2 separate regions of the Ovis aries genome follow, and region 2 is linked to region 1. Evidence: chromatin contacts called from public Hi-C data. All regions are on one chromosome and are shown on one strand. The core of a region is the stretch at or near the end of the contact, and the rest is flanking DNA. Distances in the headings are between cores, read along the strand shown. Region 1 holds the start of TGFB2 (transforming growth factor beta 2). Region 2 has its middle 380 kb from the start of SLC30A10.

Region 1 (7,042 bases), core at 2,630-5,129:
TACACTGGGGAAAGATCTGACACATTGAAGCTGAAAGAGGATACAAAAATGGTCGCTAACATTTAATGAACACGTATTAAGTGCCAGGTTGTGTTAGAAGCTATCTTGGTACCTTGTGTAATTCACAATCATCTCATATTCTTGGTGGCTGTGTGTTATTCCCATTTCATAGATGAAGGAACTAACACAAGGTGTCTGAGTAACTTGTCCAGGATCATAAAGCCAGAAACTGACAGATATTTGAATCCAAGAAAACTTGAATCTGTAACCTACCACCTTCTTTTTTTTTTTTTTTAACCACAATGCTCACCTGCCTCCTTGAGGGAATCAAGATGGTCTGTGGAGGTTAAATACCCATATGGCTATGGCAAACTGGGGAGACAGCTCTTGAAGCCTTACCTGTTGCATCTTCAAGGGATTGCTCACCTGAGTGATAGAAAGGGGTCCCTCCTGCTCCACTCAAGACACTGCTCAGCCACACTACACTTAGGAACCCCTCCACTGTCTTCCCTTAGGCTGTGGAAGTACTAAAGGTAGCCTCTTATGAATAGGCCAGGAGTCTAAGCAGTTGTAAAGTAAGCAATATGTGTTCAACAAACTAAATATTATGGACAAAAGTGTGTGTGTTTATGTTGGGAAAGGGGTTGTCAGAAGGATTTATGGCTTAGCTTGTTTTCCTAGCAGTGATGGAGATGGACTTTTGCTGCTTTATCCACACTGGAATCTGAATCCACTTAACCTCAGGTGTGTTTGCATTTATATCTCGGAGGCAGTCTCCCCAATTTGATGGGAGGCTGAACCTCTGTCCTTGGCAGAGTATGGCGCCTGAGGTAACCAGCGCCTTCCAAAGCAACAGCTTCACTCAGTCACTCCTGCTTTGTGTTCTATCAGCGCCCCCAGTGTAAGGATATTCAGTTTTCCTCATTTGTGTCTAGCTAGATTAGAGCAGTTCACAAACTTAACTCAAAGAGATGACAGCTTGATGAAACTGCTAGCCCCATGGTAGGGCCTCTAATTTGCTTTGACTACTGGAATTGTAGCTGCTTGTCTTAACTCCCTTCAAGCTGCTTCAATGTGCAGCTAACCTAAAGAAAGGAACACACCTATGTCGATTTATACGTAATTTTCAGAATTATTCTGAGTGAGTTGGAACCATTCCTTTATGTCAGAGCTTTCCCATGTGTTTTAATAGGGAAAAATCCCATGTCCACAGGAGTTCAGAAGAGTCTCAGCCTTTAACATGGTGGGAAATATGAACCAGTGAGAAAGCAACAGTGCCCAGTATTTCCTAAACTTCACTTCACCACAGAATCCTTGTTTATCAGACATGTTCTGGAACCAGTGCTTCTGAGAAATACATAGTGAGTGAGAACATGGAAATGGATTCTGTTCACAAATTCCAGCTCTGCTTCTTACTTGAATAAAGTACTTAGCCTCTCTGTACCACAATCTCTTCATCGGCAAAATAGAGATGATAATAAAAATACTTGAGTGTCATTGTGAAGATTAAATGAACATATACATTTAAGGACCTACCGGCTTCCCTAGTGGATCAGACAGTAAAGAATCCGCCTGCAATGCAGGAGACCTGTGTTCAATCCCTGGGTAGGGAAGATCCCCTGGAGGAGGGCATGACAACCCACTCCAGTTTCTTGCCTGGAGAATCCCATGGACAGAGGAGCCTGGAGGGCTGTAGTCCATGGGGTCGCAAAGAGTCAGACACGACTGAGTGACTCAGCACAGCACAGCACATTACTAAGCGTAAAATGTGTCTCCTACTGTTAACAGCTATTTAACTCTCTACTTACTAATGATATAGACCCCATACACATGGAAAGTTTAAATTCCAAAAGTTAGAGAAATTTCCTTGTGACCTTTCTGTAATAAAAGGAACATCTAAACTACAGAAGGATATAGTGGCTTTGAGTCGGGGGGGAAAACTCAACAGTTTGCAGTTTAAATCATCTGTCTAGTTGGTATGGCTACAGTCATGGTGAAAATGTTTTTTGAGTAAAGGTAAAAGAAAAAGGGAAAAGGGAACAGGGGCAAGCATTATTTTTATTCACCTCATTTGGACTAGGTTGAAATAGAAAATGTCAAGTTATGAGTAGTGTAAAACAGACATCAAACACTTAAAATCCCAGCTTCCTGGATATATGTGGTGGAAAAAAATGAAGTTGGTCACTCAGGTCTAGCTGGGGAAGAGGGTGAAGAGAAAGCCTTCGGCAGCAAATTAAGAGGATATCCATCCATTCAAACAGCAAAGTAAAGGCAATTCATTCTCTGGGTGCACAAGACAAAGTTCTGTTTCAAGTGCAGAACCAGGCTGTGAACAACAAACCGTAATAAGCTGTAGGACAGAGGTACCAGCACAGGTGCTGTGGAATCTCAGAAAATGACTCCACTAGAAGATCCTGGTGCTGGGCAAGACTGAAGGCAAAAGGAGAATAAGGTGGCAGAGGATGAGAAATTAGATGGCATCACCGACTCAGTGAACATGAATTTGGGCAAACTCCGGGAGATAGAGAAGGACAGGGAAGCCTGGCAGCTGCAGTCCATGGGGTCGCAAAGAGTGGAACATGACTCAGTGGCTGAACAACAACAAAGAGGGTGGAGCTTGGATGACCTATCTCAGGGGCTGGCCTGGCCCAGAGTCAACTGTTTGATGCTCATTTGCCTAAGTGTGCGGGGTGTGTGTGTGTGTACAATATGGGAAGACTTGCTTCTAGAGCAAGTGATCCCATCTGGGAAGCCGTGAACAAGCCACACGAAGTAAAAATGGGAGGCTTGATCGCCTGTCCTTCACCAGACGGGTCCAAAATGACTATATAAAGTAAATACCATAAATCACTGTTGTCAGGGCGCACACTGCACCTCCTCTCTCCCTGCCCCTCAGCCACCCTCATTTCCACACCCCCTCAACGGTTCAGGGAGAGCTCGTGGTCTAAGTAAACGAGAGGACTCCTGACTGTAATCCTAGCACGTCACTTTGTTGAAGGCAAACACGTGGTTCGGGGAGAACTTATAAATCTCTCCTCCCAGGCAGGATCGTGATGTTATCTGCTGCCAGCAGAAGGTTCGCTCTGAGGGGAGCTCCAGAAGCTCCCGACGAGAGAGAGAGAGAGACAGGGAGAGAGAGAGGTCAGCCAGATAGATATAGAGGGACCGAGAGAGAGGCGGAAAGGAAGAGACACACCGGGAAGGGAGAGCCCGCAAGTGAAGGAGGCCCGGGGAGAGGGATGGAGAGCTAGGATAACGGTCTAGGGAGCCATTCGGGAGCAAACCGAGGGGGGCTGCCCGGCTGCAGAAAGGAGAAAGCAGGAGAGGACCTTCTGCGGGCTGCCAAGTGCCTGCTGCCCTAAGCGAGAAAAGCCCACGTGGGAGAGAAACCAGGCGAGGGTGGGTCGGCGTGGGAGTCCGAGGGAACCCCTTCGCCACCCTCCTAGGAATAAAACTCCCCCGCCAGCGCGTCGCCAGCCTGCAGCTGCGGTCCGCGGGCGGCGAGAGCCACGGCGGCGGCCGCCGCTCGCCTGTTGCCGGGTTGGCGTTTGGAGCGAGAGCAGAAGGAGGAGCAGAAGGAGGGAGCTGGAGGCCGGACGCGTTCGCCAGCGGCGGCGGCGGCGGCAACGTGGAGTGAGCGGGCGGGTCGGCGCGCCGGCCGGGGAGTCGGCCCCCGCGCGCAGCTCCGGGAGCAGGATCCTCGCCGCCTCCCTGCGCGGCCTCCGCGGCCCGCGCCGGACCCGGCCGAGTCCCGGGCGCCGAGCGAAGCTCTCCCGCCTCCCCGCCGCGGGCCGGGCTCGCCCCCAGCGCGCGCACCCGGGCGCGCGCGCGCCCACACTCACACCACACACACTCACACGCGCACTCACACACACACTCACACACGTGTGCGCTCCTCCGCTCCGGAGCTGCTGCCGCTCCTGCTCTCAGCGCTGCAGTGGAAGGCAGGGCCGCGCCGCGCCGCTCCTTCTTGAAATATATAAATTGGAGCCGGCCGGCCTCGGCCGCCCCCCTGACAGCGCGGCCCGCGCCCCTCCCGCCGACGCGCCCGCTGCCAGCCCCGGGACCTTTTCATCTCTTCCCTTTTGGCCGGAGGAGCCGAGTTCAGATTCGCCACTCCGCACCCGAAACTGACACACTGAACTCCGTTTCCTCCTGCTAAATTTATTTCTGCCTAATAGCCACTCGTCTCTTTTTTCCGCCCCCCCCTCCCCTCCATCTCGTCGCTCCAAGAAAACTTTTGCCGACTCCCTCAAGTGCAGGTTCCCCCTGCCCGTCGTGTATTAATATTTCCACTTGGGGAACGACGTTGCCTTTTCTTTTGAAAGGAATTCAAGCAAGATACCTTTTTCTCTCGGACATTGACTCTCGATTGTTTGCAAAAGTTTCGCATTAAAAAAAAACCTACCTGATCTGTACTTTGAGAGTTGCTAGGGTTTTTTTTTTTTTTCTTTCTTTCTTACTTTTTGCTTAAAAGAAAAAAAATTTTTTTTCCACCTTTAAAAAAATGCACTACTGTGTGTTGAGCGCGTTTCTGCTCCTGCATCTGGTCACGGTCGCGCTCAGCCTGTCTACCTGCAGCACGCTCGACATGGACCAGTTCATGCGCAAGAGGATCGAGGCGATCCGCGGGCAGATCCTGAGCAAGCTGAAGCTCACCAGCCCCCCAGAAGACTACCCCGAACCCGAGGAGGTCCCCCCGGAGGTGATCTCCATCTACAACAGCACCAGGGACTTGCTCCAGGAGAAGGCGAGCCGGAGGGCGGCCGCCTGTGAGCGCGAGCGGAGCGACGAGGAATACTACGCCAAGGAGGTTTACAAAATAGACATGCCGTCCTTCTTACCCTCGGAAAGTAAGTACCGCTCCTCGCTTCCATTCCCCGGGGCTTAGCGCTGCCCGAGGCTTCCAGAACCGCAGCCACTCCAGGGATAGCCCTGCCCTCTGGGGTCCCCGGCTCGCTCCTTCCCCTTCTCCGGTCCTCCGTCCCACCCACCTCCTTGCCAGTTGTGTGCTTGAGAACATTAGGCTTTAAAACGTGGACTTGCGACTTTATTTTCTCCATTTCTTCCTCTCCCCCCCTCCCCCCATAACGCCCCCGTCCTTTATAAGGCGTTATTCTCGCTCTCTTTTTTTTCCTCTTCCCTGAAATCCTCGACTCGGCCACCGGCTAGGAGTCAGCCCTCCTCTGTCAAACTCCAGGCACTCCCCGGGGCCGAGTTAAACCGGGAAACCTCAGTGGGTTTGTTTTCTTTGCTCCGATTGGCCTGGAGCCCGCCGAACTGGGGCACGAAGGGTTAAAAAAAAAAAAAAAAGTGGCTCAAAACGAGCCTCACCGGAAGGCGCCCCATTCCGTGCCGACCTATCAGCTGATTCCGCAAGCCTTCCCTATTGTCTCTAACTCCCCGAAAAATGTCAGCATCGCCAAGACGAAACCCGATCTGGCGACCCCTCCAAAAACCTACCTCCAGCCCCTCAATTCGTGAATCTCTGACCTCGTCGGGGTGTTTACATCCCCCTGTCCCCGCCAAGGCGAGATCTTGTAACCACGTCCCCTTTTGATTTCACCTGGAATGGTAGAGAAGACAGCTTCGTTTCTGCCTACGTTTAAAAGAGTTTTTCCTTCATTTTTTTTTTTTTTTCCAGAATCCTCTCAAACCTGCCTTCTTAAAATCGCCGGTGTAGCAAATCCCTTTTCTTAGGCGTTTATCGTTTTATCTTTCTCACTCTGGAGCCGGGTGTTCCCTGCCCTTTCATAGGCTTCCTGCAGTCACTTCGTTGCATTCCTGAATCTCAGCGTAGAAGACAGCCGATTTTTTTTTTTTTTTAAACTGGCTTCTCTGAGGGCAGTGTCCTCAAAACCAGCTGGCATACAGTAGCCGTGGAAGTGAAATGATTTATTGTTGGAGCTCCTTGGGGGGAAGGGAAAAGAGCAGTTAGCTTAGAATGATTTCCAAATTCTTAAAATAAAAAAAGAAGAAGCAAAGAAGCAGCATATATTGATACCTGAGAGGGTTAAATACCAGGAAGAAGAAAAAGAAAGAAAGAAAAAAAAAAAAGCTCCGACTTTCGCGTATTCCAAATCCCAAGTCGTACACTTTTCATTGGTTGCCCATTTCTCTCCGCCCCTTTTCATGCCCTATATACTCTCTGGCTGCCTTTACAGTCTCTGTGTCTTGCCTACAGAGATAATATGGCCATCTTGGTAATTTTATCCTAGAGGTTCTAATTGCAGAGTGGTGCTTTTCTTTTTGAATATTTATATTTAGTTTGACAAGTCGTAGTTCCGGGACTTGCCATGTCTTGTATGGTCTCAGAATATCGGCTGACGTATACAACCCCAGTCTTCCTGGCGACCTCTGTTTTGCTGCAGGATCATCTCTTGTTTAAGAGCAGAGCTGAGATAGGAGATCCTGGCAAGGGGGTCGATTTTATTATTGTAATTATGGCACCATTCACCACAGTGGTGATTATATACACTCCATCTTGGTAATGCGGGGCGAGGGGAGGGGGGTAAGAGGGGTGGGAGGAAGGAAAGCTTTCTACCTGGGGTGGAGCCCTGGAGATATTAGGAAAGAAAGTTCATTGTAATTTAGTCCAAAATCTTTGAGATCCAACAGGGAGTTGAGTCAGTTTGCTTTCTCTAGCACGTGCGACGTTCTACTGGAATTTGGGTAGGCAGGCAGTTACGTTATGTAGAATCAGAACAAGGCAACCCTTCAGTGTTTACCTGCAACAGCATTAATGAACTGCTGGTATTTTCATAACACAGAGGAGGTCTGATCTCTTCCTGAGATAGGTGTGGAGAGAGCAAGTTATCCAAGAGGGTATTCTTTCTTTCAAACCCTCTGCAGTCTCAAGAATTGAGGTGAACCCAACTCGGGATCATAATCATCACCAAACTGGGAAAATTCTCAGATTATTAGGATTTCAGAGGTTGGCATTAAAGATGGGTGTGTGGATTCCCTTCTGTTTCCATTCCTAGCTACCAAAGAAATTGAAAATCTCTGATCAGCACAGGATAAAATATACACTATCAGTTTT
Region 2 (7,042 bases), core at 2,165-4,664, 1.3 Mb after region 1:
TAAGAGTTGTCCTGAGATTAGGTTAGCTCTTTGAATCACTATGAAAACTGGTTAGAAAGTGAAAAATCAGAAAAGCAATGGGTTCTTTCATTTCTACAACACTAGAATGAGTTGTTGTTGGAGAAACCCAATAAGTTTTTTCCACTTAAAGTACACTCCAAAAACATCAGACTATAAAGATGAAAAAAAAAAAAAAATCTACAGTTTAAAAACCCAACCCAGGGCACCAAACAGCATCTTCCAGTTTGAAAATGTGAAATTAGCATTAGCAACTCTGTAGATTTTGCAAAAGAGCTGTGCATTAGCTATGAAAGATCTAAGACACACATTATCCCAGGCTTGGTCTATGATTCTGTGTGGCCTGAAGCTGAACATGCAAATTCTTTGAGCTACAACTTAATTTTATCTCTAGAAGTCAATAGGAATGTAACAACAAAAAACACTACAAATGTGGTAAGAGTCTTGCTCAAATGACTGGGGAAGCTGGTGGCTGAGCACTTCCTGAAGAATAAAATGAGAACACGATTGGATTATCTTGTTCCCACATATTTAAAGAGATGAAACAAACTACTAAACTCTCATTCCAACCTAACGATGAACCTTTCCAGAAACACTTCCTAGACCTTGGTGAGGAAATATTTTGGGTTAGGAGAACTAAAGTCACCTCATTTCTTTATTTCAGTCAATGGCACTTCATCCTCTACACCCAAGTAGCCTGAGATTTTCCACCACAACCTTGAAAGCATCAGAAGCCACAGTATCTGGTGGGACCACAAGCTAAAGTGAAAAACAAGATAGTTTTTGCAACACAATTCTTCTATGCTGTAAGAGAGATGAAGGGTATGGCTTCTTAGTAATTTGCCTAATTTCATTGTGTTGTCTTAGTGGGTAACACACCCACTAAGAAAGTCTTTAAAAAATGCTGTCAATATAGGAAAAATCCACATAATAGATCAAACTTGAAGCACTATTTATAATAGTCAAGACATGGAAGTTATCTAAGTGTCCATTGACAGAGGAACAGAGAAAGAAGCTATGGTGTGTATATATACACACACACAATGGAATATTACTCAGTCATGAAAAAGAATGAAATCATGCCATATGCAGCACCATAGGTGGGCCTAGAGATTAGCATATGAAGTGAATAAGTCAGAAAGACGCAGATGATTACAATACGATATCACTTATTTGTGAGGTCTAAAAAAATGATACAAATGAACTTGTTTATAAAACAGAAATAAACTCTCAGACATAGAAAATAATCTTATGGTTAACAAAGAGGCAGCAGTGATGCAGTGCAGCAATAAAGTAGGGGGTTGGGATTAACAGATACAGACTACTATATCTAAAACAGATAAGCAACAAGATTCTTCTGTACCGCACAAGCAATGATAGTCAATATTTTGTAATAATCTATAGTGGAAAAGAATTTTTTAAAGATATATGTATATATGTTTAACTGAATCACTTTACTGTATGCCTAAAACTAACACAGTGCTATAAATCAACCATTTTTTAAAAAATTAAAATCAAATGATGTAACACTGATTATTTTCTTCTAATCTCTGCTTTACAGAGGGCTTGGACTAGAGCTATAAGTCTTCTGGATCAGTTCTGCTCAAAAGCACTTGTACTTTATATATATATATATATAAAATAAAGTGTATTATAATGTCCCTTTTTTGGACACCATAAAAGTTCAAAATATGTGATCTAAGTGGACATTTCAGATAACTTGTTTACCGCTATATTATAGAATCAGGTTCAGTTCTTGACCAGTAGTAAATGTTCAAAGTAAATAATTCAGGCTTTGTCCTTTTAACAGCATAAGTTGTTTTGAATCTTAACCATTCTTAGCACGTACATCTTAAGGAATAGGACGTTCTAAATGTAATTCCGTGTTTTGTCAACAAGTAGAGTTTACATGGAAAGCCTCCATCATTGAATCATGCTATCGTGGTGACGACTTTAGAGATTCTTGAGCAGTGCAAGGCCATTTTTTCCTAAGCTGGATGGTCTGTTCATAACATCCCTTCATCCTCTCATCACATTGAATCCAGTAAGCCTGCCTCACTCAGGGCTCTGCCTTTCTCCACTCATCATCCATCTATTTCATAAATATTTATTGAGCACCTGCCTTGCATCTTTGTTGCTGTGCTGTTTAGTCGCTAAGTCATGTCTGATTCTTTGTGACTCCATGGACCATGACCTCCCAGGCTCCTCTGTCCTTGGGATTTCCCAAGCAAAATACTGGAGTGGGTTGTCATTTCCTTCTCCAGGGGACCTTCGCCATCTAGGACTCAAACTCGTGTCTCCTGCATTTGCAGGTGGATTCTTTACCGCTGAGCCACCAGGGAATTCCACCCTGTATTATGCCAGGTCCTAAAACTCTTACAGGCTTCATTCCTACAGTGCTTGGATTTCATGATAACAGTCTTCCATGCCACTCAGAATCTCTTCTAACTTATACACAATTTTGTGTCTGTGTTCAAAATGACTGAAGTTTCTACATTTCCAAAATCTAGGTTATTGTGGCATTCCTGGAGTTAATCTTCTTGCTTAATACTTGTCCCCTCAGCTGACACACTGCTCTCCATCACATTCTATGTCTTTGCTGCTAATGATCCATGAGTCAGGAAGCTGTGAAAGTTTCCCTTCCTCTGTAGTGACACTAGACCAGTGCCGATTCTGACATTGTATCTGAAAAATATTTGGGGTTGGTGGAAAGTTATAACAGAGTGGGATTTGATTTTTTTAAAGCCTCAGGCCTCACATTCATATAACTCAAGAATACTAACCTAGATCTTTTCAGATTGTTGCTCTGATTCCAGGCTCAGCGATGTGTTCTCGAATTCATTCTCCCATCAGTACCATTTTGCTGTCACGCATGGACCCAGTTCATGCTGAGCCCTGACAGGAGGTGCATGCGGCAGCATGGTGGGGCCAGGCAAATTTGAAACAGCCCATTGCCCATTAACTAGTTTTAGAAACAACAATGAAACAGGAAATAACAAAGCATGATCCTTGAATTAGTACTTCAGCAAAAAGACTCAAGAGTTTTTCCACAGTCTGTAAATTGCTCCAGCTGTGTTTTCACGGTTTATGAAACTGAGAGAGACAAACTCTAGAGACAAATTAAAATGTTGGATCTGGTCAGGGATGATTTTATAATAAAGGTGCTCAGTTATATGGCATAGTCTATGATACACGCAGAACTATAAGCCAAGTCTACTGAAAATACAAACAGTTTATGCATTGTCCACCCAGAGGGATAAGGACTGGCATATATCAACACACAGATCAACCCAAATAATAAGATCTGTTTTATTGCTATGTTCTACCAGGAGAGGATGGAGGTATAACATTTTATTATGAAACGACTAATAGAAGGAACAGGAACACATAGCGATGGTTTCACTTTGGAAGGAAATGAATAGTGGATGAGGAGTGCCACCTTTTGGCTATTGGATGGTTTGACAGTCTGTTTAAAGAAAACATGATTTTTGGCTTAGTGAATCGTGAGCTTTGCAATCTAGTTCAGAAATACTTCTAAAAGTTCTTTTCCAGGTATCTCTGGATCTCATCCTTTTTGGAATTAGCCTTGTCAGACTACCTCATGCTTTGCCCATTCAAATACTGCCCAAGAGGTTGATGTGAGCTATTTATTGCTCCCTATCACTTCCCAGAGTATCAAAGATGTGGCCAGAAAAACCAAGACAACATTGAAAGGCAGGGTACATTTTTAAGTTACACTGCACTCCTGGCTGGGATGGCACAGAAGCAACAAACACAGAGTCTGATGGAGCTAACACAGTCCTTAGAGTCTCATAGCCCTGAACTTAACCCAAACTATGACATTGGGAAGAGATTTATTGTTCCTGGTTGGATAAGCATGGAGTTTTCCAGAGAAATAAATTAAACATACACGTAACACAAATACCACGCAGGTAGTGATGCATGCCACAGAGGCTCCTCACCTCAAGAAAATCTAAAAATAGTCACACGGGTGCCCATTAACTTTGGCAATATGAAAAGATGTTAGAGGCTAAGAATTGACCAAAGGCGTGCGTCGCCGAGCTGTAGTGAGATGGAGAGTAAAGCTTCCACCTTCACATATGAGGCGTCTAAAGAGCACAGTGAACAAGAGATCTTCCTCTCACCCCAAACAAGGCAGAACTAGTGAAAAGAGCCCATATTGAAGAGTCTTCCCCCCAGAAGAATTTCCTAGGAGCCCCAGAGATTTCCCCCACCATGAATAGATTCTTAAAAGGAAGCATCAACATTTGGAGATCACATTGCCCCAAGAGAGTACAGATGGACTCCACAGAATCAGAGCACTGAATTATATGCATGGGCTGAGCATACTCCCCATGTCCTCAAGGGTTTACAAGACCCTTATAAGTGCTCTGTGCTTTGCCTTAGTAGAGGGCTTCCGGGAAAAACATCACAACAGCCTGAAAGACCTGCTCCCATATTCCTGTAGGTAAGGAGTTAGAGAAAAAGCATGAGAAAATCAAAGAAACAATCCAGGCAAGATAGAATTGAGGGCTGAGATGCCAAGGACAGGCCTGAAAGTAACAGGTTGGGAGGACCGAGTCTAGTGTTTGGTTTGTATCACACACTCAGAAAATGTTTCTTCACCATTCCTAATTCCTTTCTTAAGTTTCCAAGGTCGCTCAGTGGTAAAGAATCAGCCTGCCAGTGCAAGAGACACAGGTTCAATCCCTGGGTCGGGAAGATTCTCCGGAGGAGGAAATGGAAACCGCTCCAATATTCTTGCCTGGAAAATCCTCTGTGCGGTTGCAAAGAGTCAGATACGACAGAGCATACAGGCATAGCATGGCACCTCACAGTTGTAGGCTCTGTTCGTGGGCCCTTTTTAGTTGGTAAAGAGCCAGGTTCACAATCAGACCCAGGACAACAAGCTGCCCAGAGTTCCAGGTTCCAATGAACCTGGAAACCCACTGAAGGAAATGTATTCATTCTACAAATACTTGCTGAGTTCCTATGTGAGTTTCCTATGAAACTATCACCTCCAATGTATTATCTCAGTTAATCCCCCAAACAATCCAGTGTTTTTTTTTATTGCTTTATTATCATCCCCATTTGATGAATAAGGAAGCTGGAGCTCAGAAAGGTGAAATTAAATCTAAACCCAGAACGAAATGTCCTTACTGTGTCTGCAGAATGGACAGAATAAATGGGCAGGGAAATAAACAGGGAAAAGAAAGTCTAAAAGGAAAAACAAGGTGGAGGTTTGAGAAAGGCCAACAGTGATTGGGAAGCTGAAATAAAAGCTGGGGCATAGCAGATAGAAGTGTTTAGATGAGTTTAAAAAAAGTAAGGCATTCATCACCGAAAACATTTCTAGTTCAGATTATTTCGTGCCTTGTGCTTTACACAAAATGTTCTCATCCCTTACCTTATTTGTTCCTCTCATCCAAATATGGAAAGTGGGTGAGAAAGAGGGCACAGTCACCATTTTGCAAGTGAAGGAATCAAGGTTTGAAGTGGTGAAATCTCCTGACTAGGGTTATACAGTTCAAGAGTGGGGGGCGTGGGGTTCACACTGGGTGTTGCACTTGAATTCAGTATTTTTTTTTATTTTACAATGTTTACACACCCTGGAAAAGCCAAGCAAGCTCGAAGCTGTCATTTACAGGTGTAGTGAAAATAGATGGTTAAAAAAAGACTCAACCTCATGCAAGCCAATATTGTCAAGCATTTTTTTTCTCCCAGAGAAACAAAGTACTAAAGGGGAGGAGATCAAAGGAGAACAGTTGAGTCACAGCCACATGCTGAGAAACCAAAGCCAAAGGCTTTTTTTGGATGGGACTTTGGTCAGCATCTAAAACATAACAAACTAATTATTAATTTTTATTCAATTCTGTTTTTTCAATTGACGAATTTTGTTCCAGATGAAAATGTGCATTGTAGCAAAAATGTAAGACATCATGTAATTGCCCTATTATTGTCTAAAAGAACAAATTTCACCTAGGCAGAGATTACAGACAATTTTTTTCAAATATGTTAGGTATAGATTGCGGATTGCATTAGAGGCAACCTGCCCTTCCAAAAGACTAAGACCACTCTCCAATTTTACACCCAAGAGACCAAAAAAATAAATAAAAATTAGAACAAATTATTGATAAAATAAAAATTATTGGAGGAAAGTAACTAAAAGCAAGTTTAAGAAATCAGATGCAGAATTGTTATTAATTATTGCCGTCTTTGCAAAATCAGTGTGCTGTTAAAGGGTACCTCAAGATTACAATACCAAAAGCAAAGAAAAAAAGATGGTGGGAGGAAAAATGACCATTTCTAAATTTAAAAGGAGTTTGGTCTCAGGAGATTAATAGAGCTGTCAGTGTGATCATACTCAGAAAGCTGGCAAATTTCCAACTGGAACTGACACATTCAAGATATAATAATGGTTTTCTGGCTTCCTAACTAATTTGAACTTGGCTCTATTTTTTTTAATAGCCTTCATTTTTTTTAGAACGGTTTTAGATTTTCAGAAAAATTGAAAAGACAGCACAGAGAGTTTCCATGCTTCCCACACCCAATTTCCCCTATTACCAGTGTCATACAATATATGGTACATTTGCTGTAATTTGTGACCAATGTTAGTACAGTGTTATTAACTAAGTCCATTGTTGATTCACATTTCCTTAGTTTTCCCTAAAGTCTTTTTCTGTTTCAGGATCTCATCCAGGATACCACATTACATTTAGTTGTCATATCTTCTTAGGCTCTTCTTGGCAGTGACAGTTTCTCTGACTTTCCTTATTTTTAAAGACCTTGACAGTTTTGAAGAGTACTGGTCAAGTATTTTATAGACTGTCCCTCAGTCAGGATTTGTCTGGTGTTTCCTCATGATTAGGTTGTGCTCCTTGGAAGAAAAGCTATGACAAACCTACACAACATATTAAAAAACAGATACATCATTTTGCTGACAAAGGTCCCTATAGTCAAAGCTATGGTTTTTCCAATATTCGTGTACAGATGTGAGAGTTGGACTATAAAGAAGGCTGAATGC

Evidence for each region. Hi-C and Micro-C count contacts between places; a contact is called where the count stands out from the background.
Region 2: a contact with region 1 is called in a Hi-C map of hypothalamus, with 5 times the contacts expected there. The contact joins the enhancer-like site here to the promoter of TGFB2 in region 1. A contact is called at or near these places in 4 of 16 Hi-C or Micro-C datasets (hypothalamus, liver, mesenteric adipose tissue and 1 more).

Annotation. Positions count from the first base shown.
Region 1 is chr12:21,036,562-21,043,603 of ARS-UI_Ramb_v3.0, forward strand. It overlaps TGFB2 (transforming growth factor beta 2), which reads left to right and starts at 3,880. Exons shown (of 8, transcript XM_004013602.5): 1 at 3,880-4,853. The coding sequence starts at 4,508.
Region 2 is chr12:22,316,882-22,323,923 of ARS-UI_Ramb_v3.0, forward strand. No RefSeq gene overlaps it. Among named protein-coding and RNA genes, the nearest start is that of SLC30A10, 380 kb to the right of the region's middle. Within about 2 kb of position 3,415, at least 8 of the 54 cell types and tissues checked have an H3K27ac peak or open chromatin away from gene starts, as enhancers often do. A contact at or near this core is called in hypothalamus and tail adipose tissue, where this site is marked.